2 separate regions of the Danio rerio genome follow, and region 1 is linked to region 2. Evidence: chromatin contacts called from public Micro-C data. All regions are on one chromosome and are shown on one strand. Each heading gives the region's core, a stretch centred on a gene start, on an enhancer-like site or on the middle of the called end of the contact. The rest is flanking DNA. Distances are from core to core; before and after follow the strand shown.

The links. Hi-C and Micro-C count contacts between places; a contact is called where the count stands out from the background.
Region 1: a contact with region 2 is called in a Micro-C map of caudal fin, with 2.4 times the contacts expected there. The contact joins the promoter of rtn4ip1 here to the promoter of srrm1 in region 2. A contact is called at or near these places in 1 of 18 Hi-C or Micro-C datasets (caudal fin) and 1 of 4 datasets of contacts at active chromatin or transcription factors (embryo).

What each region holds. Positions count from the first base shown.
Region 1 is chr17:26,953,703-26,958,979 of GRCz12tu, reverse strand. rtn4ip1 (reticulon 4 interacting protein 1) reads left to right here and starts at 1,588. Exons shown (of 9, transcript NM_200352.2): 1 at 1,588-1,966; 2 at 2,734-2,885; 3 at 3,009-3,077; 4 at 3,196-3,320. The coding sequence starts at 1,735. qrsl1 (glutaminyl-tRNA amidotransferase subunit QRSL1) reads right to left here and starts at 1,494. Exons shown (of 11, transcript NM_001118898.1): 1 at 1,427-1,494; 2 at 562-721; 3 at 385-483; 4 at 193-289. The coding sequence starts at 1,489.
Region 2 is chr17:26,818,126-26,823,865 of GRCz12tu, reverse strand. It overlaps srrm1 (serine/arginine repetitive matrix 1), which reads right to left and starts at 3,847. Exons shown (of 17, transcript NM_213442.2): 1 at 3,783-3,847; 2 at 3,144-3,233. The coding sequence starts at 3,803. It overlaps tdh2 (L-threonine dehydrogenase 2), which reads right to left. Exons shown (of 9, transcript NM_001099417.1): 9 at 4,616-5,740. The coding sequence ends at 5,734.

The DNA.
Region 1 (5,277 bases), core at 339-2,838, 140 kb before region 2:
TTTGGATGAAGGCTTATATGCCGAATGCATAAAAGAACATAAAATTATTATTAATGTAGAAAATGGTTAGCTTAGATTTGTAAAATGTATATGTATACATTTTAGGAGTTTTTTGTGTTGAATCCTGATAAATGTTTAATCCTTGATGAATAAAGGCATCATTTTTTGTTAAAAAAAAAACAGTTTACTTACCCCATTGCAAATTCGTCTAAATTAGTTTTTCCAACAAGAACTGCTCCTTGATCCAACAGCTTCTGCACAACTGTAGCACTGAATGGAGGAACATAACCTACCAATCCAAACAGATAATGGGAATCAAACATGTCACAACCATTTTGTGACAAAGACAGTAAATATATTGTACTTTAGCGTACTTAAGCTGACCTTTAAGCATGTTTGAAGCACAGGTGGTCTTGATGTTCTCTGTGCAGAAGTTGTCTTTTACAGAGAAAGGAATGCCGTCTAGAGGACCAAGTGTTTTACCTTTAAAAAAAACATGAAGTACATGGAAATTATGATTAAAAAATAAATAGACTTACATTTTATGTGGCACAAACTCACCTGTGCGGAGCCTTTTATCTGCTCTCTCTGCTTGCTCCATGGCCGTCTCCTCTGCAATGGTTATATAAGCATTCAGGTAACGCGTTCGTTGTATTTGGTTGATGCATTTTCTGCAGAGTTCAGTGGCAGAGACCTTCCCATCCCTCAGTGCCTGAGACACCTATAGCAAGCAGAAACATGGGCTTTTTGAGAAATAAGAATTCATGCTCAGCTGACATCATTTCTGATTATCAATATTGAAAAGAATTATCCTTAATTTTGATACATTTATTAATCAAAGCAATCAGTGATGGTACAAACAAAGGCTTTCATTTTAAACTATGCATAAAATAAATCCTAACATGTAACATGTATCCTGTTACCACATACATATGAAGCAGTAACCTTTTTTAATAATAATTTAGCATTTTTATATTATCATTATTAATATAATCAATATAAATAAGCATTAATAATAATTTAATGTTCAAGAAATTCGGGGGCACCATTAACATTTCTGTATGATTTCAAATAAGAAATTCTAAATAAAAAAAATGAATTACAGGAACAAATTACAAATTGTTTACATAGAATACTGTTATTTTAAACTGAAGATGTGTTGGTTATAAACAAACAAATGCAGCAAATGAATAAAACACAAGAACAAATCTTAATCTTTCCAAACTTTTGTCGGATAAACAAAATGAAAAATAATAACACCCTGCTGAAAACAGGCAGAATGGTTTGCTGGTTAGCTTTGCAACACTTGGCTATTGGTCATTTTTGAAAGGGTTTACAGCGCACAACGCCAAGAATCAGCACGGTGACTGTTTATAAAGTTTAATTCTTAGCAACATTTAAGCTGGATGAATAGATTTAAACAGACCTCTCTAATGGACAGGCCGAGCATCGCTTCCACAGGACGCCTCGCCGCACTGGAGGCTGACATGACACTTTGTGTTGACCTCAATGACGTCCTCTCTTCTCCGCCCTCTGATTGGTCAACCTAAGAGCAACTCGGCCTGTGATTGGACCAGTGCGTCGTGTGAAAGTTCACCGGTTTGTTTTGACTTTGCGGAATGGCTGTTCTCGAGCGTGTTATTCAACAGTTATAACATTTATTTCTGACCAATGACGGGTTTGTGATACTATAAGCGGGATCCTCTGGATTATCTTTTTAAAGTTTGATCAACCATGTTGATGTGTAGACGGTGGTTGGTGTGCTCGCTGAGATGTCATTACAGGAGCTTCAGTTTCTCAGCCGCTCGCAGGACTGTAATGCCCGCATGGGTCATTGATAAATACGGGAAAAACGATGTGTTGAGGTTCACCAAGAACGCGGCGCTTCCGATCATCCACTATCCTAATGAAGTGGTGGTAAAGGTGCACGCTGCGGGTCTCAACCCAATTGACATCAGTATGAGGGGTATGTGAGGGGACTTTAGAACGCTTCATTAGAATATATCTGTAATTATAAGTATAATATGTCTTGTGGGAATCAGCAAAGGTCGAATAAAGGCATCTATGTGGTTCACAAATGTCTGACACGTTCATATGTTTGCGAGTGACATGATCACCTTTAATAAGCAATATGTTTGCAATATGGCATACAATATATCACAATGTGAACTACATAGTTATTATTATATGCCATAATTCGTCTACATTACTTTGTATGTTGTAATTTTAAACTCTATGGCAGTGTTTCTCAACCACATTCCTGGAGGACCACCAGCTCTGCACATTTTCAACGTCTCCTCAACCAAACATACTTGATTCAGATAATCAGCTCATTAGCAGAGACTGAAAGACCTGTAATGGGTGTAACAGACAAAGAAGACATCCAAAACTTGCAATGTTGGTGGCCTCCAGGAATGTGGTTGAGAAACCCTGCTCTATGCTATACATTCCTTTAGTTTTGATTTATATATTTTTCCCGATTAAATTTTTGTTTATTTGTTTTTGGTATTTCAGTTTTTCATCTAGTCCTTACATGCTAGTTAAATATTCCAGCTTTATTCCAATGAACACATGTTATTATGAAAGGATGAGTCACACGAGGCATGTTGTGACCGGCTCAACTCACACTCCTTAATGCCAATTTCATTTTAAAATGTACAATAAATATATGTACAATTTTAGGTAAAGATGAGTAGTGTATGAAATCATTTCTTTTTATTTTCGCTCTTGTAGGTGGCTATGGAGCAGCTACTATGGCCATGAAGCGTGACCCACTGAACATCAGCCAATCAGGTGGTGAATTTCCTCTCATTCTGGGTCGAGATGTATCCGGAGAGATCATGGAATGTGGGCTGGATGTGAAGTACTTTAAACCAGGAGATCAGGTGCCCTATTCAGTTGTTTTTTCAAGTAATGCTGAACTCTTATGCTACGATTACTCCAGAAACCTTACGTCATCAGGTATTGTCTGCTCTGGCCTTTTAAAAGTGTTTGTTTTTCTCTGTTAGGTGTGGGCCGCTATTCCTCCATGGAAGCAGGGCAGTCTGGCAGAGTTTGTAGTGGTCAGTGGCAATGAGGTAATTATTCAGAAGCATGTCATGGATAAAAACTGATTTGAAGCTCAGTACAGAAGTTGTCCTGTAGATATTCACAGTGCTCCAGTGTAAAGAATTCCTTTGTTCGTCTGTGCTTCAGGTTTCACATAAGCCTAAATCACTGAGGCATGATGAAGCCGCATCCATCCCGTATGTGGCTGCAACAGCCTGGTCTGCCATCGTCAACACCGGTGGCCTCAACAAAGATAACTCTGTAAAAAAACGGCAAGTACTTTTTTGCTGGAATCAAGTATTATTTTGTCTTGCCTTGCAATAAAATGCATTGAAATTTGACTTTTTACAGCTGCATTGCTACTATTATTTCTAATGCCAGGCTCAAGTCACACAAGATTGTTGCTTGTTATAACAGTCAGATTATGCAAATTTCAATCCTGATTTAATATCATGTTCTGTTCTAGAAATATGTCAGAGTACACACTGCATCAGCACTTGCTGACATCTGGAAAAAAATAATGACTACTGAAGTAAAGAGTCAGTGTTGGGGGTAACACATTACAAGTAACGCGAGTTACGTAATATTACTTTTCTCTAGTAACGCAATAGTTTTTAAAGTATTAATATTTGCGTTACTTTTTAATTTTATTATTTAGCTTTAAAAATAAATTGCTGAATTAAAAAATTAAAGTAGTTACAGTGAATCATGCAGTCATGAGAGAATGTGTTCATTATTTTGAATGCATCAAAGAAAAAGGGGTTTATAGTCTCAAAAAACAGTGATTTTACTTAAATAGTACAAAAGTAGCAAACACATTCCATTAAACTTTCAGTATCTTTATCTGTATACATACACGGCATGAATGTCTCTGGGGTCAGGAAGTCTCACATAACATAATCCTAAAAAAAATATAATGTATGTGTAAATGTGTACATTTTTTAAAGATAAATGTAGGTGTAGGTTATACAGTGCATTGTTACAGTTTTTTCTCAGTCGCGTTGGTACATTTCTAAGATCAGAATTGAAATTCTTAAGTCTACTTGTTCAATCTTCACATAATTGTGACACTTGTGCACATCAAAAAAGCAATTTCTCATTACTTTGAACAAGTTGCAAAAGCTTGCGTACATCCACGCAAATGATTACGTGCAATTCTCTGCTGTTTTCTACATCAATCACTTATGTCATATTGTTAAAAATTATTATTTTGGCTCTGAATAGTCTCACCCCCCCACAACATTTAACCATTTGTTTAATTATTTGTTCATGGCAAAGTCTTTACAAGCAAAATGGGTGAACAAGTTTTCTTAATATTTACTCATAATGCATTTTTCCATTAGACTTGTTCTAAATCTGTCTACAACTGGTATAAAGAGTTCTCGAAGGCAAGTCTTGGTTTTGTCTAATGAAAGTGCATCTGAAAGGAGGTTGTCCATTTTAACATTTCTACTTTGGTTTTGTTTTCTTTGTTTTTTGCAGTGCTGTCCTTTCATATCTGTATCACAATGACATGATCTGGCAACAAATTACAGTACAAACAGCAAAAAAATAAAAAATAAAATAAAATAATTCGCCATAGTTTACATCAGAACATCCCTCCAGAGTACACTGTTATATTGAGAACATGACTAAGTCATTTGACTGTCTTACCCGTACACAATGACAGCAGTACTTGTCATTCTGATGGTACTGACACATTAATTGACACAGAAATTTAGATTTTGAGCAAGAAACTGGCTTTTGCAGGTAATCCATGCTGTTTTGCTCCACTTCCTGCTTTGCAAATCTCAATTCTGATCTGAGAAATTTGCCAAAGTGACTGGGAAAAACTGTAAATGCAGAGCTCCTCTATTAAAAATAGAAAGAAAAAAAAACACGGTGAGACAGATCAAGCCTTAACCAGGCAATAAAAAGTAACTCACAAGTAACGTAACGCATTACTTACCATAAAAAGTAACTAAGTTGTTATGCATTACTTTCTGAAGTAACTTTCCCCAACTCTGGTAAAAGTATTGTCACTATAGTTCCATAAATCTCTCCTCCATTCCTCCTTGCAACACAATAACTGTATCTTGCTTTCATTTTGGCGTGTTTGAAAGCAAGATACAGGACTGTTCTGTTCTCAGTGACTGAGCCACATTATGAAGGACTGAAAGAAAACTAAACATGCCAGTCTTTCTGGGTGTTTGCTGTTGTCTACTATTGTGCACTCTGCAAGATAAGTTC
Region 2 (5,740 bases), core at 2,598-5,097:
TTTATTGTCAAATTACAAATCAGAAATAACCTAAAATGATGATTTGCTTTGCAAAATTACTTTGTATAAATACCTAAATTTTTAGTTCTTCTAAATATTACTTGCAGAAAAAGAAGCCCCGTTTTCACTGCTATAAAATGTGTTTTTACATGTACACTAGGGCTGCACAATATATAGTTTCAGCTTCGATATTGCAATGTGTGCCAGAGATGCGCGGTTGGCGGTTATAGCCGCGGACTCCGCGGATAAACCGCGGATCGGGCGGATGACGTTACGAAAAAATAATATTTTAATTAAATTCGGGCGGGTGGCGGGCGGTTGTACTGTTTTTATATTCATAGCTGGCGCACCAACGAAAAAGCCTAGGACTGACTTCACAGAATGGGAGGAGGAATCGGATACATTAATTCTGGATGTAGTGTACAAAAGTATTCCTCTACAAACTTCCGTATAGACGGATCAGCATAGGAAAATCTACTTTCCTTTTGGGAGAAATAAGGCCAGGCATTCCCATGACTACAGCACCTTTCCAAGAGAATTCTATGCATTTCAGCAACAAGTGCTGCGAGCGAGTGCTCCTTCAGTGCAGCAGGGCGCAGTGGCTATGCAGGCACTCCCGTCTGAATCCTGACACTGTAGATGCCATTTTATTCCTGCATTGTGCCAAGAAAAAATCAAACTAGACCTAAGGTCAGGCATATTAAACCAATTAGCCTATGTTATTTAGGCTGCACATATGTTCAATATAAACTTTTGAGTTTGGTCAGCTGATAATTTTACGTTCATATTGGTTTAGCCTATTCTATTCTAGACATGTTGGCCTCGCTTTTACGTTCCGAGGCTAAGGTTATTTTGCCAGAATTTCTGTCGCAAATTTAATGGCGTAGTATTTCGTTATGCTTCAAGTTTGAGGGGAATGGGGATGATCCTAAGTCCATGGGTTATTGGGGCACTTGTCATACATGCACTTAGCCTTGTCAGGTTCGCTCAAAGAGGAATGGCATATCTATTTTTCTAATTTAATTTCTAATTGTGGGGGTGACTGAGCCTACAAGGCTTAGGCACAATATGACGTTTTTATTAAAAAATTTTCAACTGTTTGTCAAAGCATGCGACAATAGCCTATGCCTACATTAAGATATTTATGTTATTTTTTTTTTACTGCCTGTTGTTTCTTTTGGCATATAAAATAGGTATTGTCTGATAGAGATATCAATAAAGGTTAATCTGTGTCGCAGAACTGTGTTGTTTCCGATTTCTACAAGCTCAATAACATCCAAAGCAAAAAATAAAAAATAGTCGAAAAACTGTGCCCATTAATTATATGTGGAAGGCAAGCAGGTACATTTTTGGGGTTGCTATGGACAACTACAAATGTAAACATTATTAGGCTATAATGCAAATGACTTATTCTATCTATTTACTAAAAAATTAAGTGAAATAGGCATTTAGTAGTAGACTAAATAGCAGCATGTTGAAATGATGTGTCAATGCGTTTTCTATTAGGCTACAATAAAAAAAAAAAAGTTGTACAGTACAGTGCGTTTAATTTAGGCTATTTATTTACTTTTGTCCCTGTGCGCCGATTGGAGACAGAGTTCACTGCTGATATTCTGAGAGCTCGGGTGCTTCTCATTTCTTATTTGTGCATCCTCGTTTCCTTTCCTTGCTTTCTTTCCTCGTGTTTCCACCCCACCGGGATAACGTTACGAGGGAAGGACGCAAGGAAAAGACTGAAGGACCGAGGAATCGAATCAAGTGAAAAGACACGTCCTCGTATCTTTAGCGTAACTTCAAAGCGTCGTCAATTAATGACTTGCACGTTTGGATTAGCTGCATGTCTACATTAAAGTCATTCTCTATTATATAATGATCAATGAAGAAACATTCATTTAATAAAAAAAGGAATAAGCCATTCAAATAAAGAGCCCAATCAGCAGATGGCGGGCGGGTGCGGTTTTAAAAATTGGTCAAAAATGTTAGTGCGGATGGATGGCGGACGGATGATGAATTTTGTCATGCGGTTGCGGATGAAATAATAGTCCATCCGCGCATCTCTAATGTGTGCATCTGCAATAGTCACATTGCAAGATATGCATAGTTGAGTCTGAATTATAGTTGGCAGGAGCTACAGAATTGTATTTAATCACTCTATTTATATAAAACTTATCCGATGTATAAAAAAAACAGTTTTTTTTAGATTGTTTGTCTCGTTTTTAATACAAATATCTACATTTCAAAGCAAAAACAAGATTATTTTTCTCCACTGGAAGATAATTGGTTTTTTTTGTTTTTAAGAAAAACCTATTTTTCATTATTTAGCTTTTTTTCTTCTGAAGGTTAAAAAAAATATAGCTTCTTTAAATAAGTATTTTTAAGGGTTTCTCCACCTTAAATTGGAAAGGACAGTGGTGGATGCAAACAGGAAGGCATTGGGAGCAAAGAGAGGGGAAGGGTTAGAAAATCGCACTCAGATCGCTGTGAGCACCTTGGCGTTTTATGTCGGCACGCTTATCCACTAGACTATTGGTGCTGACTAATATTGTTATTTGATCTAAGAATGAAATATCAAAACAAAAAAGATTTTTTTTTTGCATTGCGATTAGTCAATTTCTGTACCTGAATACTGTTTATAACAGGGATTATTTCTGAATACCCAGAAATCATATAGAGATATTCAAACCACCTGGTGAAACTATTAATATTGCAATATTTATCACAGAAAAATAAAATATCGCAATATCAGAATTTTCCAATATGGTGCAGCCCTAATGTACACAATTTATAATTACACCACTTTTCAGACCTAGGACGACCTGTTGGTTGGAATATGCACTGTGTAATAACCTTGAACAATTTTCAGACTTTGCAAAAAAAAAAAAAAAAAGATTTACAATTTAGTTATTTATTGAGAACACTCTTAATGTAATGTTAAGAGAACATTTAGATATGATACTTTCCAGGCTTTAAACTAAACAACTAACGTTACAGTGAAGTTTAAATCCCATCTGGTCAGGGCTCTTAAACTACACGTCACTAATAGTTACTAATGTATCAACGATTTTGTAACATTATAGATGTTTTTACTGTCACTTAATGCATCGTTTGTGAATCCAAGTATAATTATGTTTAACTTTTTCTACCTTTTTCTCCAGACATTCTGCAAACTTCAGCTGCTTCAAGAGTTTCTTGTGTTTGTTGCTGAAGCGGTTATCCTGCTCCGCACTGGTGCCCTGAAATCATAGAAACGCATCATTAAAACAAAACGTGCTTCGAGAAAACAGGAACAAAAAATTCATATGGTTACTTTTCTTCCATTGAAAGGCCGAGGCAAAAGAAATGCGAGTAGTATTATTTCACCCTTTCAGTGGGATATGAGTAATCATGTATATACGCAAAAACTAGACTAACGTTACACAGATTATTAGGCTAACGTCGTAGCACAGGACCACTTAATTTCGGTTTCAGTCTGTATTACACATGCGTAACATCGCTAATCCCAGAACCGCTGACTTTTTTTAACGTTACATTTGAGTTTATTTGTAACAACAATTGTGATAATAGGTAATTAAACGCGCCTATGTCTTCAAATCTGCTGTTCCTGTTAATCTGTGCGGTATTTTCTGGTTACCTCACGCAGCCGCCATTACAGCCACACTCCAATGAACACATATAAAATATCCTTAAAACAACGAGCCGGTCAAACAATTGATAAACAATAGATGCATAACAACACACTCGATGTTTATAGAGCATAATTTGTAAAAGAATATAACACTTACGCGGAAAAAACCCGCGTCCATTTCTGTCGTGTGTCAATATGGCACGATGTCCCACAATCCACTGCGACACGATAGCTCTCTGACCTCACTTCCGGAAGTTGAGCAGTCATGTGCCTAGAGACGGTCTTTAATTTCATTATTTTAAAATAAGATTTTTATAAAAATTAGTTTTACGATATTTCAATGATAATGTAATATAAAACTTATTTAGTTACAGTGCTGAAGAACTAGCAAACATTGTAATGTAAACCATTAACTTTACAGGAGTTGGTTTCCACTATACATGCTATTAACAAACCAGTAGGCCTTCTTATGTGGTTTAAAAACGAGTTTTGGGACATATTCATTTAGGATTTATCTTATGTACATTTTCCCCCAAATTCAAAGTACTTATCTTGCCAACAATGGAACTCAGCAGAAACTCACACTACAGATTCATTTAAAACCAACACTATTTCCATTATACGGAAATTAAAGTAAGCATTAAAGTAGCATTGTAAATTCTGTTAGAGTTTTGGAAAATTTGCTTTATTATTTGAGCTTTTAAGAAAATTATTTGAATAATAATAATATTGCTTATATTATTTGATCGTTTGAACATTTGAATTAATTTTTGTAAGCAAAACACTTCCATATCTTTTGTACAACTTTTTGGTGTACTTTTTTTAGCATATGGTCTTCTTTGTTAAGGCTGTTTTCCAATACATTTAATTCATTGCAGTAAGTATTTGAGACTTCTTGGAAAAATAAAATGTGATAAACATTGCCTCATAGATCCATCTTTTTTTAATTAATTTTAAAACCCATAATGACAAAAGACATAGACGGTGTGCTGCTTTAAAGTCGTTTATTTGACATACACTGCATCTTTCCAGTTCTGAATGAGAATCATTAGCAACTTGTGAGGTTGAGTGATAACTGAACATTAAGGCGGTTTAACACAATATCTTTTGTCCAGAAATCACAATTCCTTCTATAGAAGGGAGACTTTCAGACAGGCTGAATAAAAAAAAACACTCCCTTAAATGGTGAGGCCTCTGCTGGTGTTTAAGCCAGCAGTGTTGCTCTTATGAGTAAACAGAAATGTAAAAAATACATTTCACTTCACAGTGTATAAATAATACATCAGCAGCGCTGATAGATTAAGTACTTAGTTCACACCACCACACTATACATTGTGAATCCAGAGCCCTTCGATAGCTGACTCTAAATAAATAAAGCCATTACAGATCATAATGGGCTGAACAGAACCCAAAATTCAGGCAACTGTGAAATTCTCACAGATAGCAGCTGGAACAAAGGCAATATTGATTTTTTCCTTGATTCACGCTAAAGCTAGTAGTGGTTTAAAGCTTCTTCTACCCATGAATGTGTTCAAATCGAGGTGGACTGTTTACATCTTGCACACAATACATGGTCTGGAGCACTGTAGAGTGAAAGATATCTAAAGGTTTTACTGCATTTGTGCAAATGTAGCATCTCTGGGCCATTCATTCCTTTCCAGAAAAGTTGTATTTTGATTATAACATCAGAACTATAAGAGTCCTGAAGGTGAAAACTGGGGCCAGAATGTTTTTCAGTGCTGACCTTGCTAACTATGTCTAGTACATAGAGTAATATCATTGCATTAATATTGCTATCATGTTCATCATCGTCATCATATCCATTTGCATTTGTCGTTTCTTTTTCCCCCCAACAACTTAAAAACTATGTACTGTAAGAGTAGATCACAGAGAAGATAGACAGAGTCTCCTGAGCAGTATGAGAGAATGTAAGCTTTCGCTGTTGAATTACATGTTTTCTTCACAAGCATATGTTTGTAGAGAACTGCCTGTATTAGCAGCTCTCTGACTGACGGAATGTGGTCCAAAGAATCAACTCCCAAATTTGAGACGAGGAGAGTTTGCAAATGCTGGTGATCTGTGTTTCAGTCAGTCCCTGAGAAGACCTGCTAGCTG